Linked DNA regions of Sus scrofa: region 1 is linked to region 2. Evidence: chromatin contacts called from public HiChIP or PLAC-seq data. All regions are on one chromosome and are shown on one strand. The core of a region is the stretch at or near the end of the contact, and the rest is flanking DNA. Distances in the headings are between cores, read along the strand shown. Region 1 holds the start of RPL26L1 (ribosomal protein L26 like 1). Region 2 holds the start of CREBRF (CREB3 regulatory factor).

What was found. HiChIP or PLAC-seq counts read pairs in DNA pulled down with a chosen protein or histone mark.
Region 1: a contact with region 2 is called in an H3K27ac HiChIP or PLAC-seq map of alveolar macrophages. The contact joins the promoter of RPL26L1 here to the promoter of CREBRF in region 2. A contact is called at or near these places in 2 of 5 promoter capture datasets (fetal skeletal muscle and liver), 11 of 47 Hi-C or Micro-C datasets (adipocytes, alveolar macrophages, heart right ventricle and 3 more) and 2 of 2 datasets of contacts at active chromatin or transcription factors (alveolar macrophages and skeletal muscle).

Annotation. Positions count from the first base shown.
Region 1 is chr16:51,275,292-51,279,339 of Sscrofa11.1, forward strand. It overlaps RPL26L1 (ribosomal protein L26 like 1), which reads right to left and starts at 1,401. Exons shown (of 4, transcript NM_001141990.2): 1 at 1,362-1,401; 2 at 803-978. The coding sequence starts at 970.
Region 2 is chr16:51,208,936-51,213,080 of Sscrofa11.1, forward strand. CREBRF (CREB3 regulatory factor) reads right to left here and starts at 1,871. Exons shown (of 9, transcript XM_013990647.2): 1 at 1,717-1,871.

The DNA of each region.
Region 1 (4,048 bases), core at 151-2,650, 66 kb after region 2:
TGGTGTAGGCCGGCAGCTGCAGCTCTGACTGGAACCCTAGCCTGGGAACTTCGATATGCCCCAGGTGCAGCCCTTTAAAAAAAAAAAAAAAAAAAAAAAAAAAAAAAAAAAAGGACCAAATAAATAAATAACATGTGAGCTTGATGGTAACAAGGCCTTGTGGGCCTTGTTCACAGCTCGTTTACTAGAGAACAGTGCCTGGGTGAGTGCTCAGTTAGTATTTCTTCAAGGACTGACTACAGCCTCTGCCTACTTACTCACCTCTACTTCCCCTTCCCTACCACACATCCTAACCCCAAGCTCCAGTTAGAGAAGGGGAGGCTTATACTTTCTCATTTGGGCCATACTCTCACAATTTCAGGCCCCGACTTTCTGCTGCTTCTCCATTCTCCCTGCCAAATCCAGCACCACCAAATGCCCAGCTTCCACTAAAGCTTACGATACCAAAACTTCACTTTTATCACACCATTCTCCCCTGCAAAGTCTGGTTCGAAGAGCCACCCTGAGCAATGCCTGGCAAACTAGCAGCCTCTGGACTACATAAAAAAGCAGTTTCCTTTGGCTGGCACAATATATTTTTCCGAATTAGAACCGAATTGGAATCCTCTTATTTAGGCTAGATAGGTGTTCTTTGGTGGCTCTGGGCTCCTTCTTTGGTCTAACACATCTCAGGGTCACGTTACTTGCCAGGATCCCGGGAAGATGTGAATCTAAAATTACTACTTTATGTCCAAACACACGCAGTCAACGACGGAGCCCGAGCGCCAAACTGCTGGGTAACTAGAGCCCGGCGGACTCCTACCTGGACCTCGTCGTCCTTGCGGATGGGCATGGAGCGAACGTTGTACTTCTGCCGCAGCTCCTTGGAGAGTGGAGACGACATGATCTTCCTGCGCACGTGGGAGGGGGCATTGAAATGACGTTTGCGGTTTTTGCTGCGGTCCGAAGTCACGAAGGGGTTGAACTTCATGGTGACCTCTGCAAAGAGAAGCAGGGAGAGAGCAAGGAACCTTCACTAGGGCCCCAAGGCCTGCACTCCACCCGCGACACCTCTCCCCATCACCGCATAAGAGCTCTAGGGACAGAGCCTCGGAAGGAGAGGAGGGGGGAGAAGAGAGGCGCCTGGACGTTACACCGGTTACGAAGTCCGAGAGGGGTGCGTGCTTCATTAGTGGGGTGTGGGGGGAGGGAGGAACTGGGCCCTTGAGTCTGAGGAAGGAGGGCTCGGGCTGGAGAATGCAAGGCTGCGGATCATGCAGTGAGGTCTAAGGGGAGCGGGCAGCCCCTGACCACGTAGGGCAGGGGTCCAAGGAAGCAAAGGGCTTCACAAAACTAGAAAATGCCAGCCGCTATACACCTACCTGGCGCCGTCAGAGCTCAGACGATGCGCTGCTCAGGGCCGGAAGTGAGGCTTCCTTGCTGCGCAAGCGCAGAAGGAAAGCAAAGCTCCGTTCCGGTCGGAAGGAAAGTGAATAGCACCCCCTGTGGATTGGGGTGGGATCGCAGTGGGATGGGAATGCTGGGCGGCTTCAGGGGGTCATACTGGGAACCTCGGTGAGTTGGCACCATTGGGGCAAGGACCCCCACCCCCTCCTCTTTTCTTTCTTTTTTTAAAAGGCCTCACCTGCGGCATATGGAAGTGCCCTGGCCAGGGATTGTATCCAAGCTGCACATGCAATCTACCCTTTGGGTGGCCTGGAATCCTTTAACCCACTGCAAGGGCCAGGGATCAAACCTGCACCTCTGCAGTTGGATTCTTAACCCACTCTGCCACAGCGGAAACAACAAGGAGAACTTTTGCAGGGTCTGCAATAGAGTCCTCATTGATGTTCTTTGAATACATGCATTATCTATAGTCTCTCTCCTTCCCCAAACTCTTTGTCTAGCCATATCGATTTACCATCATGATGCTCTAGATGCAATTGGCTGAAGTATTTTTTATTTCTTTATTTTATTTTTTGGCTTTTTAGGGCCGCTGCATATGTCAGTTACCAGGCTAGGGGTCTAATCGGAGTTACAGCTGCCAGGCCTACACCACAGCCACGAATCCGAGCCACGTCTTCGACCTACACCACAGCTCACCGTAACGCCAGATCCTTAACCCGCTGAGCGGGGCCGGGGACCGAACCCACAACCTCGTGGTTCCTAGTCAGATTCACTTCCGCTGAACCATGAGGGGAATTCCTGAATTGCTTCTAAATCACTGAGAAACGTCTTCAAAATGCAGATTATCGTGTTCCACCACAGCCCTACAAAACCAGACAGTGTTGGGTCAGGGTCACAGACCCTGAATTTAAAGCAAGCACTGCTCCTCACCAAAGATTTTTGAGGCGCACCAATATTTGAGGGTCATTGCGACACAATCACTTGGATTTGCAAAAACTGCCCCCCTCCCGCCCCAGTTTTTAAGCCCATTTATAAGAGCCAGGGCTGTAGAGTGAGACTTGGACCCAAGTGCCTCTTCATGTTGCCTGTCCTTGGGGAATTGACTCCACGTTTCTGAACCCGTTTCCTTATCTGTGAAACCGGGATGATCTTAGTGGCTGTCTCATAGAGTTGATATGAGGACTAAATGAATTACACCGTTTAATGTGTTTAGAACACTGGCACACAGCGCTCAATTACAGCCAGCAATTATTCCTCCTGAGAGCAGAGGCCTCTGTATGGGGCTTGCTCCAGGTCAGCCCTGAGGCCAGACCTCACCAGACTTCACCAGAGTCAGACTTTTGCCTTTAACTCCCAATGACGCCAACTGTAAGCTTTCCTTGTTTAGTGTAAACACGTGCGATGCGTCATGCAAACTGAAGCTCGGGTTGTACTCTCTCCTTTTTTAACTCCCTGAAAGTCTGTAAGAGCCGGCTAGTAACTCCCTGAAAGTCTGTAAGAGCCGGCTAGTGCCGCCGGTGCTCCGCGGCCCAGCGCGCCTGCGGATTGGTCGTCACTGCCCCACCCACTCTGTCCTGCGGTCCTTGTCCCCGCCTGGCGTCGCCCCGCGGAAGACAACGCAGAGCACCGGAGGCCTCTGAGAGCTGAGATTCCCTGTGCGCGGCCCTTGAAAGCGAAAGGTCTCCAGTCCAGGCTCCGCTGTGCAGGAGGCTCAGTGATTGATTCATTGAAGGAATTGATTCATTCATTCCGTTTATATCTATTTAGCACCTACTTTGCGCCAGATGCCAGATAAAAGGATTTGTGGTGCTCAGTTAACAGATGGGCATCCTGAAATTCAGAGGAGGGGATGCCTTGCCAGACTCAGGCGGGTCCCCTGTTCTCTCCCAGTTTGAGTGTTCCCTGACATATGGTGATGAAATGGTGAAAGACCAGCATTTACTCCTACTCATGATCCATGATCGACAAGGGCATCTGGCTTGATCTCTGGACGTGCTGCTTTTAGGTTTCCTTCCAGACCCTCTGAAGTCAGTGTTGGAGCCCTCTGACCTTCAGACTGGGGCGGGGGTGGGAGATGGCTACACCTGGGCTGTCTGCAGGAGACTGGGCAGCCGTTAGGAAATATGTGACTGTATTAAATTAACATGTACACCTTAAACTTCCACAATGTTATAGGTCAATTTTATCTCAGTAAAGCTGGGGCAGGGGTGGAAAGGAAGTCACTTCCCATGGGTGAGGCAGGAGCAAATGCTGTTTTACCCGAGTGCACATAACAGTCAAGAGATTTCTTGTCTGAGCATCCCTTACAGTGCTCAGCAGACACAAGCCCCTTGATAAAATGTGTTCATTCATGCATGCATTCATTCATTCACTGTCTCACTGGCTCCTTCTATGTTCATTCATCACTCCTCTATCACCCTCATTCATGAAGTCATTCAACTAATCATTTACTCACACATTCATCTGTTTGCTCCTTAATTTATCCACCATTTATTTGGTACCTACATGGAGCCACAGGTACAGAGAGATCAAAGAGATCTGGGGAGGCGTGAAATCCGGTCCCTGCTCCCCAGGAGTGCAGAGCCTTGCTGGTGAAGGCAACCACGTGAGGGCAGACAACCAGGGTAGGGAGGTGTTTCTTCAGCCCCACCCCTTGTGGCTC
Region 2 (4,145 bases), core at 621-3,120:
TTTCCTCGTTCATCTTTGGTGTTTCTCCTAGCTATTTTGGATTAAAAGAAAACGGGAAAAATATTTTAAAGTGCAATCAAGTGACAACCAGTTTAGCATAGATTTAGAAGTCTACTTTTCTGCCTTTTTTTTTTTTTTTTTTTCCTAAAAGAAATGTCAGATCTTGATCCTTTTTCTCACCTGCAGGGTATTCGCAGGACAGAATCCTAAAGAACCTTCAAACCTATATAATGTTCTCAATGCTTAGTTTTCTCATGAAGCTGATTTAAGTGAGCTACCAATTTATATAAGCAGGAGGAGCAAATTACTACTAAGACTAGGGCAAGCACGAGGAGCCTGATCTTTAGAAGGTATCCAGATGAAAAAAATGGAGACTCCGCCCAGCCCTTAACTTTCTCGGCTTTTCTAGTCCTGATTTTCTTTTCCAGAAAAGCACAACTTCCTTCTTACTGCCTGCTTCCATCTGAGGCCTGGGGCAAAAAGACCGCTATTTATCCAAGTACCTTCTTAAGGCATTCTTAAAGCTCAAGCTTGCTCAGAAACAGCGAAAAAGATTTGCTTTCTTGGGTTAAAGGAGGGCATTTACAAGGTTTGGAGGCCGGGTTTGTCAGGAAGCGTAAGGCCGAGAAAGAGGGAGAATCCAGAGACTGAGCTGCATCTGGTCCCAGGAACCACCCCCAAGGGGCGGCTAGACTGCCCTCGGTACTTCCCTGCCGCCTCGGCTCGGGTGGGGAAAGCGGTGGGTCGGGGTCAGGCTCCCCTGAGCTACTTCCTGGTCGGATCAGACTCGCCTTCGGACACCCGAAACGCCCCCGGCCCGGCTCCCTCGCCCTTTGCCCTGTCTCCTCCCATCTCTGTGACCCACCGCCACCGGTCCCCTCCCATCTAACATGGCCGCCCCACCCGGCCCACCCCCGGCACAGCCTAACAAATTGGGGAGCCCGCAGCACCGCCTCCCCCATGCCCATTGGTGCGGCCGCCTCCGTCCGCATGCCCGATTGGATAGCACGTGCTGCCACTCGGCGCCGAAAGCTCCGCCTCCAAGCCGCTTCAAGCTGCTTTGAGAAGACATATAAACAAATCCCGGGAGGGAGGCCCCTCTAGCGCGTCGCCGGGGCGGGGAAGAGAAGGGGGAGCGGCTACCCCGAGACACCCCTGCCTGGACCCCACCCCCACCCCCAGCCCGCGCCTCTTCGTCTCCCCTGCCAGCCTGGTTCCAAGCTTCGTGGCCCCGGCCCTTCCTCACACGCCCCTCTCTCTCTCCTCCTCCCCCGCCAGCCTCGCCTCCCCTCCCTTCCCCGGCCCCTCCCACCCGCTCGCTTCTCTGACAGGCCGGTTGCCGGCAGCCACGGCCCCAGGCTCCGAGGCAGGGGTGAAGGGCCGAGCGGCCTGGCAGGGCGGACGCCCGGCACTGCCCACTCCTGGCCTAGCCTGTCTCCCGCCCATGGGTCCCTCTACTGCCGCCCCGCGCTTTTATATAACCGTCCCGGGCCGGGGGTGGGGGAGGGGAGCCAGAGCCCCCGTGACCGGCAGGCGGCAGCCTGAGGCCCGCGCGCCGCCAGACTCGGCCTTGGTCCCGGCCCCCGCCCCGCGCCGGCCGGGCCCAGAGACCCGGCGCTGTCGCGTCCTAGGCCAGCGGTCCTCCTCCGCCCCCCACCCGGCTCGTCCCTCAGCCCAGGTCCCAGCGGGCTCTGGGCGGCGGGCAGCGGAGCTCACCTGTGGATGTGGGGGCGGCTCAGGGGCTGGGTCCGGTTCCGCTGCAGGGGCCGCGGCCCCTCTCCATGCTGCCTCGGGTTTGTTTTGTTTATGTCCTTCCTGACGGGTTCCCGGAAATCGCGTGACTCGCCCCCCTCACGTGGGCCGCGGCGAGGAGGAGGAGGGAGGCGGGGGCCCGCCGGCCTTGGGCCAATCGCGAGGCGTTCTGCAGCCGGGCCAATCAGGAGCTCGGTCCGGCAGGGCACCTCTGTCACATGACGCCGGAGGGGCGGGTTGCCGGGAAAAACCAGGAAGAGGGGGCGGAGCTGGGGCTCGGCGCCCGCCAGTGTAGCGTAGGCGTGGGCTGTCTCGGATACCGAGCTACACTCATGTTCGTGGGGGATGTTGGTTTACAAATGCTTTCACGTCCAGCATTTTATCTAATCTCACAACTGCGCGGCGAGGCCTAAAGTGCCCATATGCCCATTTTACAGTTTACTGAAACGTGAAAGGAGCTACGAAAACAGAGCGTTAACTTAGAAAGGAGAATGTATCTACTTTCTGTTTTATGAATGTTCTCCACGTCTGAACCTCCTAGTTCTCTTACAGACTGATCTTGCCTTGAGTTGTTCGTTCGTTCTTTCAACTAATACTTATTGTGCACGTATGTTCCAGACCCTGGAATTAACCAGATTTCATGCACCTTTAATGGTGCGATCCATACACAACCAAACAGAATGCTGGTAGAACCACCTATACAAACAAGCCTTCGTAACACGTGGACTTGAGTGATTGTGTGTGTGTGGTCCCTGATTCTATAAATAATAACATTCAGTGGTAATATAGCAATTTTTCATAAATTAAGGCTCAGAGAGGTTAAATTACTCGCTCAAGGTCGGGCAATTTGTAAATGATCCAGTTGGGACTAGAACGCAGGTCTGTCATCACAGCCTATGCTTCCAGATTGCTCTTTATACGTCTTAAGAGCACAAAATTTATCTTCTGAGCACAGAACAGAAATCTAATTTTAGTAAGCATAAAGGAGTACTGGGGAACAGAAATGCTTGTCCAGATTCCTTTAGATACCAGTTTTGTCTTAGGAGTTCTCAAATTGCCTTTGAAAAAGTGGCTCCTCTTTGCACAGATAGGGATAAGTAGTAATGTCAAAACCACGGACTTTTGAACCAGAAAGACTTTTATAGGTCCTAAGTTTCAAGAGCACAAGGGCTAGCCCATGTTGTGTATTTTTTGTTTGTTTGTTTTTCACGCCCACGGCATGTGGAAGTTCCCTCACAAGGGATCGAACTGCCCCAACCCCCCCCCGCCCCCCACCGGCTGCTGCAATGACATTGCTGAATCTTTAACTTTCTGTGCCACAAGGGAACTCCTAGCTGGCATTGTTTACCCTCTTTCACGCCTGCCACACAGGCAGTCATTGAATACTGGTTGAATAGCAACGTGGATTTGAATCCTTGCTCTATCAATGTGTGAACTAGCACACATTATTTAACCTTTGTGAGGCTCCTCACAAAGGTTTAACCCTCATGTGGTGGATGTGAGAAGTGAGTGAAAAAATTCGTATAAAGTATTAACCACAGTGCTTCAAATAGAGTAAGTGCTTAATGAACGATAGTATTATTGGATTGTTTGAGAGACATAATTTGGAAGATCTGTGGCAGACTTTTAAATAGCAAGTAAGGATAACTCTAACTCTAGCCTTCAGCAGTTTAACAGCTACTAAAATAATACTTTTGAAGGATATTAAAAGGTAAGTATATGTAGATACCAAAGAGGAAAGTAAAAGGATACCTAATCTCTGTATCCTTCAAAATGCTTTAGGGTCTCGATACCCAACGAAGGAATCAGTATTTTCCCTACCACACAGAAAGCAGCAGGATTATAATTATTTTCTTAAGTCTAACGTATAACCTTCTTTTTTTTTTTTCTCTTTTTTGCCTTTTTCTTGAGCCGCTCCAGCGGCACTTGGAGGTTCCCAGGCTGGGGTCTAATCGGAGCTATAGCCGCCAGCCTACGCCAGAGCCACAGTAATGTGGGATCCTTAACTCACTGAGCAAGGCCAGGGATCGAACCCGCAACCTCATGGTTCCTAGTCGGATTCGTTAACCACTGCCCCACACGGGAACTCCCATACAGCAGTCTAATTTTCCACATCAACTGGAGTTCAGAAATGAAACTCCAATAGAAAAATAGCTTGGGAGGTTTGAGCCAGGTTCCTCTCACTCATTCATGAGATTCCTGCATTAAATCTCCAGAGTATATCACAGACCATCTCTCATAAGTTTATTTGGAAAAACTCCAGCAGATGATTAACTCTTCCACTGTTACGCTGCCCTCGGAATATAGGTATTTTCTACTGGGCAACATTTCCTTGGGCTCAAGGAGCACCCACATTCTTCTCCCAGCAGGAGGCTCTGCCCATTAAAGGCACT